3 separate regions of the Anas platyrhynchos genome follow, and regions 2 and 3 are each linked to region 1. Evidence: chromatin contacts called from public Hi-C data. All regions are on one chromosome and are shown on one strand. The core of a region is the stretch at or near the end of the contact, and the rest is flanking DNA. Distances in the headings are between cores, read along the strand shown.

Region 1 (4,132 bases), core at 60-2,559:
GCAGGGACCTCAGCCCTGCAGATACACCAGCCTTACGAGGTGCTGGACCGCTGCGAGTGGAATAAGGAATAAGATTAAAGAGCAAAGTTAAAGTGAACGAAGCAAAGCACAGCATCTCATGCAATAGGCAGCAGAGCATCACCAGCAGCAACGTGAGACCGAGTGGCAGAAACTATTGATTCTAACACCACTCTGCTATTGGTGTGAAACAAAATTGGTCTGCTATGGGTGAGAAACAAAAGCATCTGATGGTCCCCAGGGCTGAGAGATGGGGATCAGTCTGGGATCAACGTAGGGCTGCCTCAGACCTGAATTTTCATAGGTCTCTATTTTTCACATGGAAAACGTTGTCTGTGGAGAATTAAGAATAACTAGGTAAAACAAACAAACAAAGAGTAAACAGAAAACCAAACCTGCTGCCTTTTTTGGCCTTTTTTTCCTTTTTAAACTGGCAAAAGCGACACTTACCTAGCCCGCACCAGGCTGACCCCAGGAGAAAGCCTACACGCTTCTGCAGAAACTACAGAGTAAAGCAAACACAGGCGTGTTGGCTAGCTGCATTTCTTACAAATATCACCTGGATGGAGGCCAGGGGCACAACTTTCGGTGGCATCCCGTCAGTGCAACCCCTGAAATAAACCCCACAGCACCGCTGTACAGGTGGGAGCTGCCACCAGATGCATTTGCTACACGTTTAACCAAGCCAGCTCCGCGTGCTGCTTCAGGAATCACTGCTAAATATTCCTGACTGAAAGAAAAACGCGACAGAATTCCGGAAATAGAGTCCAGGTTAAGATCCATTTAACGCTGCTCCTGCCGCGGGGCGCACCACGGTGCGCTCACCTCAGGAAAACGCTGAAAATCCAGGAAAAAAAGCCACAAACGGGTGAAGATGAGAGAACTTATCACTAGTTACAGCCCCCAGCCGCCCCCCAGAGCTCTTTTTGGGCAGCCCCGCGGCTCCTTCAGGCTCCCAGCCCCCCGCAGCCCCCTCCCCGCCCCCGGCCCTCACCGTGCGCTGCCGCCGCCCGCCCGCCGCCGCCGCCATTTTGTGCGCGGGCGGCCCCCCTCCCCCCGGGGCCCGTCCCTTTAAGGGCGCCGCGGCCATGCGGCGGCCGTGAGCCGGGCGCGGGCTGAGCGACGGCCGAACCGACCAATGGGCAGGCAGGACGGCGCCGCAAGCCCCGCCCCCCGCCGGCCTTGAGGGACGCCACAGAGCCGCGCTTGAGCGGCGTGCCCGCCGCCCAATGAGAACCGAGGGCGGAGGCTCCCGGCCAATGGCAGGCCGAGCCCCGCGGGGCACCGCCCCCCGGGCTTCCCGCCCCCCCCCACCCCGGTCCGGGTGCGGGCCCCGCGTCCCCGCCGGGTGAGGCGCGGATGGCGGCGGCGGCGGCGCAGGCGGCCGGGCCGGCTCTGTACGCCTGCACCAAGTGCACGCAGCGCTACCCCTTCGAGGAGCTGTCCCAGGGGCAGCAGCTGTGTAAGGTGAGAAGGCCCGGGGCCACTGGGTGTGTGTGTGTGGGGGGGAGGCCGGGCAGGGGGAGGGCAGGCGGGGAGGGGTTGGGGCTGGGGGGGGAGGCCTAGGGGAGGGGGAGGCCCAAGGGAGGGGGGTCAGGGGGGAGCTGGGAGCTGGGGGAGGCTGAGGCTTGAGGGAGACCGGGATCCAGGGCAGATCAGGACCAGGGAGAGGTTGGGATCCAGGGGAGGGTGGGCAGGGGGAAGCCAGGATTTAGGGGGGGTTGAGGTTAGGGGGAGGCCGGGACTCTGAGAGGTTGAGCAGGGGGAGGGCAGGACCTGGGTGAGGTTGAGACCCAGGGGAGGCTGGGCAGGAGGAGGTTGGTACCCAGGGGAGGCCAGGATCCAGGGGAGGACAGCACCCGGGTGAGGCTGAGACCTGGGGGAGTCCAGCCAGGGAGAGGTTGGGACCCAGGGGAAGCCAGGATCCAGGGCAGACCGGCACCCAGAGAAGGTTGAGACCCAAGGGAGTCTGACCAGGGAGATGTTGGGACTCAGGGGAGGACAGCACCCAGGGGAGGTTCAGACCCAAGGGAATCTGACCAGGGGGAGGTTGGGACCCAGAGGAGGCCAGGAGCCAGGGAAGGACAGCACCCAGGTGAGGTTGAGGTTAGGGGGAGGCTGGGACTCAAGGGAGGTCAAGCAGGAGGAGACCAGGATCCAGGGCAGATCAGGACCAGGGAGAGGCCAGGACTCCAAAGAGGTTGAGCAGGGGGAGGCCAGGATCCTGGGGACAACAGCACCTGGCTGAGGTTGAGACCCAGGGGAGGCCAGGAATCAAGGGAGGTCAGGTGTGTGTCCCAGCAGAAGGAGCTGACCCCGGTGTTTTCTCTCCACCCCTAGGAGTGCCGCATCGCACACCCCGTCGTGAAGTGCACCTACTGCCGCTCCGAGTTCCAGCAGGAGAGGTACTGGGGCTGGGGGGCATTGGGGTGCCTGGTCCTTGCTATCAGCACCCACGGACAGAGCGTGAGTGAGTAACCAGGGGCTGGTTCAATATCTGTATGTTTTTATTTCTAGCAAAACCAACACCATATGCAAGAAGTGTGCCCAGAACGTCAAGCAGTTCGGAACGGTGAGTAGGCTCTCGGTTCTGAACGGTCACGTTAGGTCCAGCCGCCTCGTAGCTCTAAAAGTTCAGGTGAGATCCATCCCTCTCTCAGCTCTAAAAGTTCAGGTTAGGTCCATCCCTCTCACATTTCTAAAAGTTCACCTTAGGCCCTTCCATCTTTCAATTCTAAAAGTTCCTGTTAGATCCATCCATCTCTAAAAGTACACCTTAGGTCCATTTGCCTCCTATAATTAAACAGCTTTCAGAACCAAATAACAAAAGCTTCTGGAAAGGTGATGAAAACTACAGGCAGCTCTTTGTTTCCTTTACGGCTCACAGTTTCTGTTTTTTCAGACTTAAAGGCGTTGTGGTTATGTGTGGTTTAACAGTTATGAATAACTGCAATGGAGTTATTCACAGCAAAAACAATGTTAATTCACTTTACGCATGTAAAGTAGTCCTTTGCATATGCTCATGAATGCACGCTTGACAGCAGGAAGACTATTAGCTGCCTGTGTTCTTAATGAGTGGTAAATGGGAAAATCTAATCATACCACATCGCTCATATTATGTAAGTCTTCAATTTTTAGATGCGCGTTAATCATCTTAAGCTGCTGAGTAGAAAAGATTTACTTTATTCCTGTTACTTTGCATTTTGCCCATCTTGAATTTTCAGCCTGGGTTCCGTTAGAGAAATTAAACTTTTTAATATATGAACGTTGTAGCTGAGTGCCCTGCAGACACTTGTTCAGGGAAGGTATCAGGATAATCTCGTTTGGGAGACAAAAGCCCGTAACTTCTTCATACTTGACATCAAGCACGCTAGATGAAATTCAGCTTAGTGGAGAAACGTAACAGCTGTTGGTATGTAGTCAGGCATTTGGTGAATGTAAATGATGTAAACTGAACAAAGAACATTCTTTGAAAAGCTTAAAATGTAGTGCAATTAAGAACAGGGCAGATCCAGCAATGTTTTATCGGTAGTTCATCAAGAAAAGGGAACTGCAGGGAAGATAATCAGCTATTTCTGACCTATGAAAACTGTCAGGAGTTTTATTTTCTACCACTGTATTACTCTGGCTTACTGTCTAATCAGAAACTTGATTATCTGTCCCAGTGGTGCCTGAAGGGCGTTTTTTGTTGCTTCCTTTTATTTAAGTTTCTTACAGAATCACAGAGATGAAGATACACATCCTGGAGGTGCAGGGCTATCACATCCCTGAGTAGTTCAGTGGAGAGGGATGTGTTCAGAACCTCCAAAGTCTAAAAATAACTTGATTACCCTTCTTTTAAATTTAAGTAATTTGTTTAGTAATGTAGTAAAACAGAGAGATAAATATATAAAAAAAAAGATGGGTATAGCAATCAAAAAGTATTTCTTTCGCTAATTTTGTACGTGAGCTTTCATGGGAAGTGCAGAGTGTTTTTTCATCTTTGAAGGATTATTATTGTTATTACTAAAGACACAAAAGGCAGGAGAAAAGTTTTTTTTTTAAGGCATATCATACGAACCCATAGTAGTTTAGAAGCATCGTGTGATCGGAATGAACTGCGTTAATGCTTTCC
Region 2 (3,765 bases), core at 29-2,528, 140 kb after region 1:
TTGCCAGGAGAAACCTTGAAAACAACGCGCGCAATGTCATAAATCCTCTCAGAAATTTTGTCGGGCTGTAGTGTTGGGTTCCCATAACACAGTGAAATCCCCCTTCCCATAATCTTTCTGCGCAGTGCCCTGTATTTAATGCATCGCCTTTCATTGAGCGGGACTGCCGGTGCGAACACCCCGGTGCGCGTCCTGCAAACCCAAAGGGCCCACAAGAAGGGGAACTGCAGCAATGCCACGATGTATGGGAGAGGTTGGCAACCCAAAAGGGGGTTGTGCCCTAAAAGGGGGGTTGTGCCTCAAAAGGGGTCTGTGCCACAAAAGGGATTTGTGCCCTAAAAGGGGTTTGTGTCCCAAAAGGGGGTTGGTGCCTCAAAAAGGGGTTGGCACCCCAGAAAGGGGGTCTGTGCCACAAAAGGGGGTTGTGCCCATGAAGGGATTTGTGCTCCAAAAGGGGGTTTGTGCCTCAAAAGGGGTCTGTGCCATAAAAGGGGAGTCTGTGTAAAGGGATTTGTGCCAACAGGGGTTTGGCACCTCAAAAAGGGGTTTGTGCCCCAAAAGGGGGGTTGTGCCCTAAAAGGGGGTTTGTGTCTCAAAGTGGGTTTGTGCCTCAAAAGGAATTTGTGTCCCAAAAGGGGATTTGTGCCCCCAAATGGGTTTGTGCCCCAAAAGGGGGTTGTGCTCCATGAAGGGATTTGTGCCCCAAAAGGGGGTTTGTGCCCCAAAAGGGGGTTTGTGCCTCAAAAAGGGTCTGCACCCCAGCCACCCCAACAGACGACGGCTTCTCCTGTCCCCTACTGACACCCTACAGCTCCGTGCAGCAGTGTGGAGCCGGGTAAAGCCGTCTGACCCCACAGACGGACACAGGGACAGGGACAGGGACACACGGACAAGGTCCCCCCCCTTCACCCTCCCCCCCTCCCCCCCCTTCACCCTCCCCCCCCCCCCAGCCGCCCCCTCACAGCCCCGGGTTGGGGGCGGAGCCTCCCGCTCCTCATTTGCATCCCTCCCTCCCTCCCCTCCCTGATTGGCTCTCCCCGTTCCCGCCCCCACCCGGGGCCCCTCCCCTTTTCCCCAACGCTGCCCGGAGACGCGGCCTCGCCCCTCCCCTCTCCCCTTCAGGCTGCCCGGAGATGGCAACGGGCCGAATCCTCCTCCCATTGGTCGCCTCCCGGCCGCCTCTTCCCATTGGCCGGCCGGCCGGGAGGAGGGCGGAGCGGCCGGCGCCGATTGGCGGAGAGCGCGGGGGGTGTGCGCGGGGGGCAGCGGCCCCGGCGGCGGGGCGCTGGGGGGCCGCGGCCGGGCGATGGGGGCGGCCGGCGGCTGCGGCTCCCGCTGCTGCTGCTGCTGCTGCTCCCGCTCCTCCTGCTCCTCCTGCTGCTGCTGCTGCTGCTGCTGCGCGCGCTGCTGCTGCTGCTCGCCCTGCGCGCGCTGCTCGCGCTGCTCCCGCTGCTGAGCGCCGCGCGTCCGCCCCCGCCCCGCCGCCCCCCGGCAGCATGAAGCGGGGCAGCGCCGCGGCCATGGCGGGCGGCGGAGCGGGGGGGGGAGCCGCCGCCGCCCCCGGGCAGTACCGGGTGTGCGGGAACTGCCGCAAGGTGCCCAGACAGGTAGGGGGATGGGGGGCGTGGGGGGTGAGGGGGGGTTGGGGGAGCTCGTTAGGGTTTGGGGGAGCCCCCATAAGGATTTGGGCACTCCACAAGGGTTTGGGGGTAATCTGTTAGGGTTTGGGGGGGAGACCCCACTAGGATTTGGGGTGGGACCCCGCTGATCTTGGGGGGTGGACCCCACTAAGGTATGGGGGGGAGCCCGTTAGGGTTTGGGGGAGATCCCTCTAGGATCTGGGCTTCTGCCCCATTAGGATTTTGGGGTTCTGCCCCATTAGGATCTGGGGTTGTGCCCCACTAGGATGTAGGGGGAGACCCCCTTAGGTGTTGGGGAGGACCCCGCTAGGTCCTGGGGGGCAGACCCCGATAGTCTTTGTGGGGGGACCCCAATAGGATTTGGGGGGAAAGACCCCATTAGGGTTTAAGGGGAGACTCCACAAGGCATGGGGGGGGCCCTGGTAGAGTTCAGGGGAGGACCCCAATAGGCTTTAAGGGGGTGACCCCACTGATCTGTATGGAATGACCCCATTATTCCTTAGGGGGGGACCCCGCTGTTCTTTATGGAATGACCCCACTAGGCTTTGAGGAGGACCCCGCTAAGCTTTGGGGCAGAACCCCACCAGTTTCTAGAGTCAGACCCCACCAGGCGTTGGGGGGGGCACCCCACTAGGCATTTGGGGGGCACCCCCTAGGTGAAGGCCTGGGGAACCCCCCCAGGCAAGGTCTAGGGGCTCCCCGTGAATGAGGGGGCCCCCAGCTGCCTGTAGGGCTGTCAGGGCCCCCGGGGTGTAGCCGCAGGTGGGCCCTGCCCCACTCTTTACCCCACACCCCATCCTATGGGGTCCCGGTGGCTGTAGGGGCTGGGGGGAGCTGGTTGGGGTCACCCCGCACCCAGCCCCGCTGGGAAAGTTGCTCCTCAGCAGAGCCCTGAGCAGCAGATCCTGAAATCCCAGCTGAATAAAAAAATAAATAAAAATAATAAAAAATAAAATAAAATAGGGGAAAAAAAGCCTGCCCGTGTGGCTATGAAGAGCCCACAGAGGGGACCCGCCGCATCACCACCTCCGCTGCCCATCTGCGGGGCCGGCAGCTCGCTGCGGTGCTTTTTTGTTTGTCCAGCGCAAATGAATTAAAATTGCTGAGCTGTGCAAACGCCAGTCCCGCAGCCCGGGATGCAGGCGACGAGGCCGTCCTTTAATCCAGCCCCTGCCGATCCCCTCCTGCTCCGGGATCCTTCTGCTCACCGCTGAGGGAGCCTCGAAGTCACCGAGCTCAAATATTTGCGCTCTTTGTCCAAAAACTGTTTTTCTTCCTCTGTGGGTCAGGCCAAGTGCCAATCAAAGTTGTTTTTCAAGCCTCTCTTCCCTGCAGTAGGACTGCTTTTTTTTTTTTTTTTAAGGGCTTGGTTTTTGGAAAGGAGGTGTGTGTCTAGAGGCAGGGGGGAGGAGAAACCTTCCATCTCGGGCGGAGGGAGAAGAAGGAGATCTGAAAAAAAAAAAAAAAAATCGTGTTTCTCGGATATTTTAATGGAAACAAAATCTTATTAAATGTGCATGCTTGGTATGCGCAGTTATTTTTTCCATAAACTCTTGGATCATGTTACAGCTGATACTTGGTGCTGGGCGCTGAGCTCAGCCTGCGAGGATCAGAGCAGCAGCAGCAGCGCCGGCCTCTTAACCATTTCCTTCCAGCACCCCGTCCTCGTCCTCGCTGCCTTCAGGGGAACGGGTGCCTCAAAAAAGAGAGAAGTTCTCCGGGGTTAAAGCCCCAAACAGCTTCAGACTTGACGGCCGCGCAAATTACCCGGTGCCAAACATGTCTGTGGAGAGAGCAGGGAGGGAGCGGGCTTTGTTCTGCCAAGTAATCAGGACGTTTTGTTGACAAATAAAGTGGTGCTTGGCAGCGCCTCCATATCTAAAATTAAATTTAAATTATTGAGTTGTTTTTTTTTTGTTTTTTTTTTTTTTGAAGCTGTTGTCTCCTCGTGCTGGGTAGGTCCTGTTGTACCGCTTTAATATCGGGGTGGGGGGGCAGGGTTAGGTTTTGCTTGCCTGCTAATAGGAAACTTTCTCAGATCAGACGTGGTTTTTAGCTATTTAAGGGGGATGGCGGTTGTATGGTAAAGCAGGGGAGCCCGGCTGGCTCTCTTGAAGGCAACTCA
Region 3 (4,036 bases), core at 748-3,247, 210 kb after region 1:
AAAACAGGACTTGATACCTTCTGACAGATCATTACAACCAAACAGTAGCCTCTGCCCTCAGGACAGGTAACAGAGGAGAATATAACGTTCTGCTGCACCAGCATAGTCAACTTAGCTCAGCAGCTCCTTCTGATTTGAAGTCCAGAGATAGCTATTTATAAATTTACGAATAACATTTGCCATCATAGGATGACATGCTGATTTCAGCTTGCTATGATCTGTAGTCTGCTGACTGACAAACACTGAATTCCTGACTGCCCAGCTGGGAAGCCAGACCCCTCTCAGAGGTTTGGTCTTGAGTCTAAGCTGCCTGTAGTGAAATCAATAGCAAACCAGGCATGTGGATTGAGGCATGCAGATAAGAAATGCAGTTGTGGATGCTTGAGTATTGACATACAAAGTGACACAGTAATTATTGTTACTACCTACATGTTCTGATTGAAGTTTGAAACTTTTGCCAAGTTGCCTAAAATAACCAATATATAACTTCTACCATTGTCAAGAAGGAGAAGAAAATTTTCTTTGCTGCCAGCCAAAAGGATAGCTGCCAGTCTGTCATTTTCTAAGTGCTGGAAATGCAAAGGGAAAGTGGACTGGAGCAACACTGCGGGTGACAAACTCTGAAGAAATAATCAACCCGAAAAATAATAGAAGACAATGTAAATAAACATCCCTCGCACCTCTTTAGACAAAGAGTGAAGAAACGCATCAAAGCAAAATTCCCAGAGGCAGGGTACGCAACTGGGAGTGTTTCCTGCTGTTCCTAGACGTGTCTTCCAACCCAAATGGAAACGACACAGACTTCCTCGAGGTTCAGTGTGACTCGGAGCTGGTTTATAAATTCTTCTCGCACAAGCCAAGAACAGGACGTGGTTTCTTGTACAACAAGGGCCCACTTCTTCCAAGTGCTTTCGTTGATGGCTGGCTGCCCACAGGGTGTCATTTACATCAGTTGCTGTAGCTCTCTGCATCGCAATGTCTTTGGGGACCTCTTGCGGGCTCTCTTCTAAATTGCATGCTGGGTGAAGAGTAGTTTAGGAGTTTCCGTGTTAGTTTGCAGATCACAGAGTCACTGAACGGCTGGGGTTGGAAGGGACCTCTGGAGATCACCCAGTCCAACCCCTGCCGAGCAGGATCACCTAGAGCACGTTGTGCAGGACGGCATCCAGGCGGGTTTGGGATATCTCCAGAGAAGGAGACCCCACAGCCTCTCTGGGCAGCCTGTCCCAGTGCCCTGTCACCCTCAAGGTACAGACGTGCCCCCTTGTATTGAGTTGGAGCCTCCTGGGTTTCAGTTTGTGCCCGTTGCTTCTCATCCTGTCACTGGGCACAGCTGGAAAGAGACCAGCCCCATCCTCTTGACACACTGCCCTCAGATATTTAAACACATTAACACATTAATAAGGTCTCAAGATACATCAGAGAACCTTTTACTTCACATATCCTAATGCAATTCACAAAGGCTTAGCAACCAAATGCAATTTAAAAACAAGGGCAAGCACAAGAGAGAAAATCTGTTTAATAACTGAGTAATATTCGTTCACACTTTGGCTTTTTTTTTTTTTTTTGGGGGGGGGGGGGGACAGCAGGGAAAACATACCAATTTGAGGGGATTTGGGGGGGACAGCAATGAAAACACTCCAGTTTGAGTGGACTGGGGGGGGAGGAGAGGGGGAAAGCAGTGAAAACACAGCAGTTTTAAGATATTTTGGGGGTACAGCAGTGAAAACACACTAGTTTAAGGGTAATTTGGGAAGAACAGCAATGAAAACACAGCAATTTGAGGGGATTTTTAGGGGACAGCAGTGAAAACACACCAGCTTGAGGGGATTTGTAAGGGGGGGCTACTGACTTGCAGGCTGAGGCTAACACTGCCAATGCACACGGCTACGCAAAGGGAAGAACTGGGCGTTTTTATCACCCCCGTACTCGTTTCTACACTTTTTTTTGTTTATTTGTGAACCCGGGTGCTAGAGGAGGAACAGCCTGCAAAGGGCCAGTGCCGAGGACAGGGGGCGCCATGGCTGGGCAGGCCGCGGCGCCATTTTGGGCAGCCATGATGGCGGGCGGGGCCGTCTCTATGGTAGGGCCTGGAGGGCGGGGGGATGGCGGCGGTGGCCTAGAGCCGGGCTGTGAGGGGGAATCTGAGGGGCTGTGAGGGGCTGTGAGGGGCCAGGAGGGCTCTGGGACGGCTCTGGGGCATCCTAACATCGGGGTAAGCCCCCTCGTTGTCGCTTGGGGTGGCGGGGAGCTGATGGGCGGCGCGGCGGCGCTGCCTTGCTGTGTGGGCCCTGAGGTGGCTGCTCCGGGGCTGCGGTCCCAAAACCTGGGGGTCGGGTGTGGGGTTTGGGGATTTTAAGGCCAAGGTGAATGCGGGCAGGGCTCGGGAAGGAGAAGGGGTGATTTAGGGGGTGTTGGGGCTCCGGGTTGGGGTTTTGTAGGTCTTGTGGAGGCCGTGCTGAGCCCCAGCCGGCTCGCATGGCGTTTGGGAAGGTGTCAGCAGCTCGCAGGGAGCCTGGCCAGCTGCTGGCTCCTTTTTTATTTTTATTTATGCTGTGAATTGTGCTTTCTGCGTAGTGCTTTAGTATCAGTGTGTTCTGCGCGGTGGGACGTCACTGTGAGCAACAAATACGTTGTTTACTTTTAACAAACTCATGTGCTTCGTGCAAGTGGAGCACAAATAACTTTTATTTGCAATATCACAACAGCACGTGGAACAATATCATCTGCTTGGTTTTCTCTGATTTAAATTTGTTCTCTCGACAGCCTTGAACACCTGACCCTGTGGCTCTTCCTGCATCCCTGCGGATGTATCTGTAGGCAGAGGTGAGTGGGACTGCGTGCCCTGCTGGAGCAGGATTAAGTGCTGCTTTGTGTAACAGAGTTCAGGTGGCACTGATCGAGCAGCCAGGCAGTGGTTGTGTACTGGCCGTGGTGTCCTGAGTGCGCTGCATGCTGACAGCGAGTTCGTGTGGCCAAGGCTGCTCAGAGCCTATTTTGCTCCTTTGTCACAGCTGCAGCTCTTGGCTCCCGTTATTCCATTCTTAGGGCGTGCTGGTGGTAGGTGAGGTCCTGCAGGTTCTAAAACAAGAGCTGCTGAAAACTTATGCCTTTGCCTGAGCAGGTTATTTTGTTATTTGTACGTGGTTTATGTATGGTTGAAGCCATCAGCCTTGTGCTTGCAGAGAAAACATTAGTCCTAGTGCTTGAGAAAGTTCCTCTGGCCAGCTGGAGCTCTGTGCAGGGCAGTCCCACAGGACTCTGCCACGTTACCAGTGTCAGTGCTGTGCCTGCACGGGAGAACTGACAGGGCCAGGGCAAGGGCTAGAGCCTACAGGATGTGTGACCATCATCACTGCTGAATTACCAGCACCATCCTGGGCGTGCTGTGAGCTGTGTCAGCCAGCATTCGTGGTGGCAATCCCGAGATACGCTTTGGGGAATGAAGGAGAAATCATTCTGAATAGGCAGGGAGTTTTTGGCTGTCCTTTTTCCAGGGGAAGGAGTTCAGTTACTTCCTTACCACCAGGACTTAAGGAGAGGAGACTGGCTCCTGGCATTGTATTTACTGTATAAACATGACTTTGCATTCTCATTTACATCTGTATGTCAGCTTTCAGTCATGTTGGAAGAGACTTTCTTTCGAAAATCTGAATAAATTCTGTCTATAAGAAACTCCTTAAATTTTAAGGGTCAGGTGCCAAGAGACGGTTAGAGATTCGTTGCTACAGTTCCAGGAACGATGTAGCAGCTTCTGGTGAGTGCCTTTCCCTGTAAGCTCTAGTAATGGCTGCTTTTTGCCCTTGATTTTGTAGCCACCAAAATGACGACAGCAGCAAGGCCCACGTTTGAGCCTGCGAGAGGAGGAAGAGGAAAAGGCGAAGGAGACTTAAGCCAGCTATCCAAGCAGTATTCCAGCAGAGACCTTCCCTCTCATACTAAAATCAAATACAGGTAAGTGCTGCGTGTTTGGTCTGGCTTGTGGGAAAACAGGATAGGAATGTTTGGTGGGTTTTTTGTTTGTTTGTTTGTTTTT

The links. A called contact is a pair of places that touch in the nucleus more often than the background predicts.
Region 2: a Hi-C map of skeletal muscle shows a contact between it and region 1, with 2.7 times the contacts expected there. The contact joins the promoter of SESN3 here to the promoter of FAM76B in region 1. A contact is called at or near these places in 3 of 8 Hi-C or Micro-C datasets (skeletal muscle and subcutaneous adipose tissue).
Region 3: a contact with region 1 is called in a Hi-C map of skeletal muscle, with 4 times the contacts expected there. The contact joins the promoter of CWC15 here to the promoter of FAM76B in region 1. A contact is called at or near these places in 3 of 8 Hi-C or Micro-C datasets (liver, skeletal muscle and subcutaneous adipose tissue).

Annotation. Positions count from the first base shown.
Region 1 is chr1:195,640,688-195,644,819 of IASCAAS_PekinDuck_T2T, forward strand. FAM76B (family with sequence similarity 76 member B) reads left to right here and starts at 1,310. Exons shown (of 10, transcript XM_027467682.3): 1 at 1,310-1,485; 2 at 2,359-2,423; 3 at 2,536-2,590. The coding sequence starts at 1,378. CEP57 (centrosomal protein 57) reads right to left here and starts at 1,171. Exons shown (of 11, transcript XM_027467722.3): 1 at 1,013-1,171. The coding sequence starts at 1,108.
Region 2 is chr1:195,779,576-195,783,340 of IASCAAS_PekinDuck_T2T, forward strand. SESN3 (sestrin 3) reads left to right here and starts at 1,279. Exons shown (of 9, transcript XM_072032770.1): 1 at 1,279-1,607. The coding sequence starts at 1,497.
Region 3 is chr1:195,850,417-195,854,452 of IASCAAS_PekinDuck_T2T, forward strand. It overlaps CWC15 (CWC15 spliceosome associated protein homolog), which reads left to right and starts at 1,998. Exons shown (of 8, transcript XM_027467631.3): 1 at 1,998-2,083; 2 at 2,767-2,826; 3 at 3,816-3,954. The coding sequence starts at 3,824.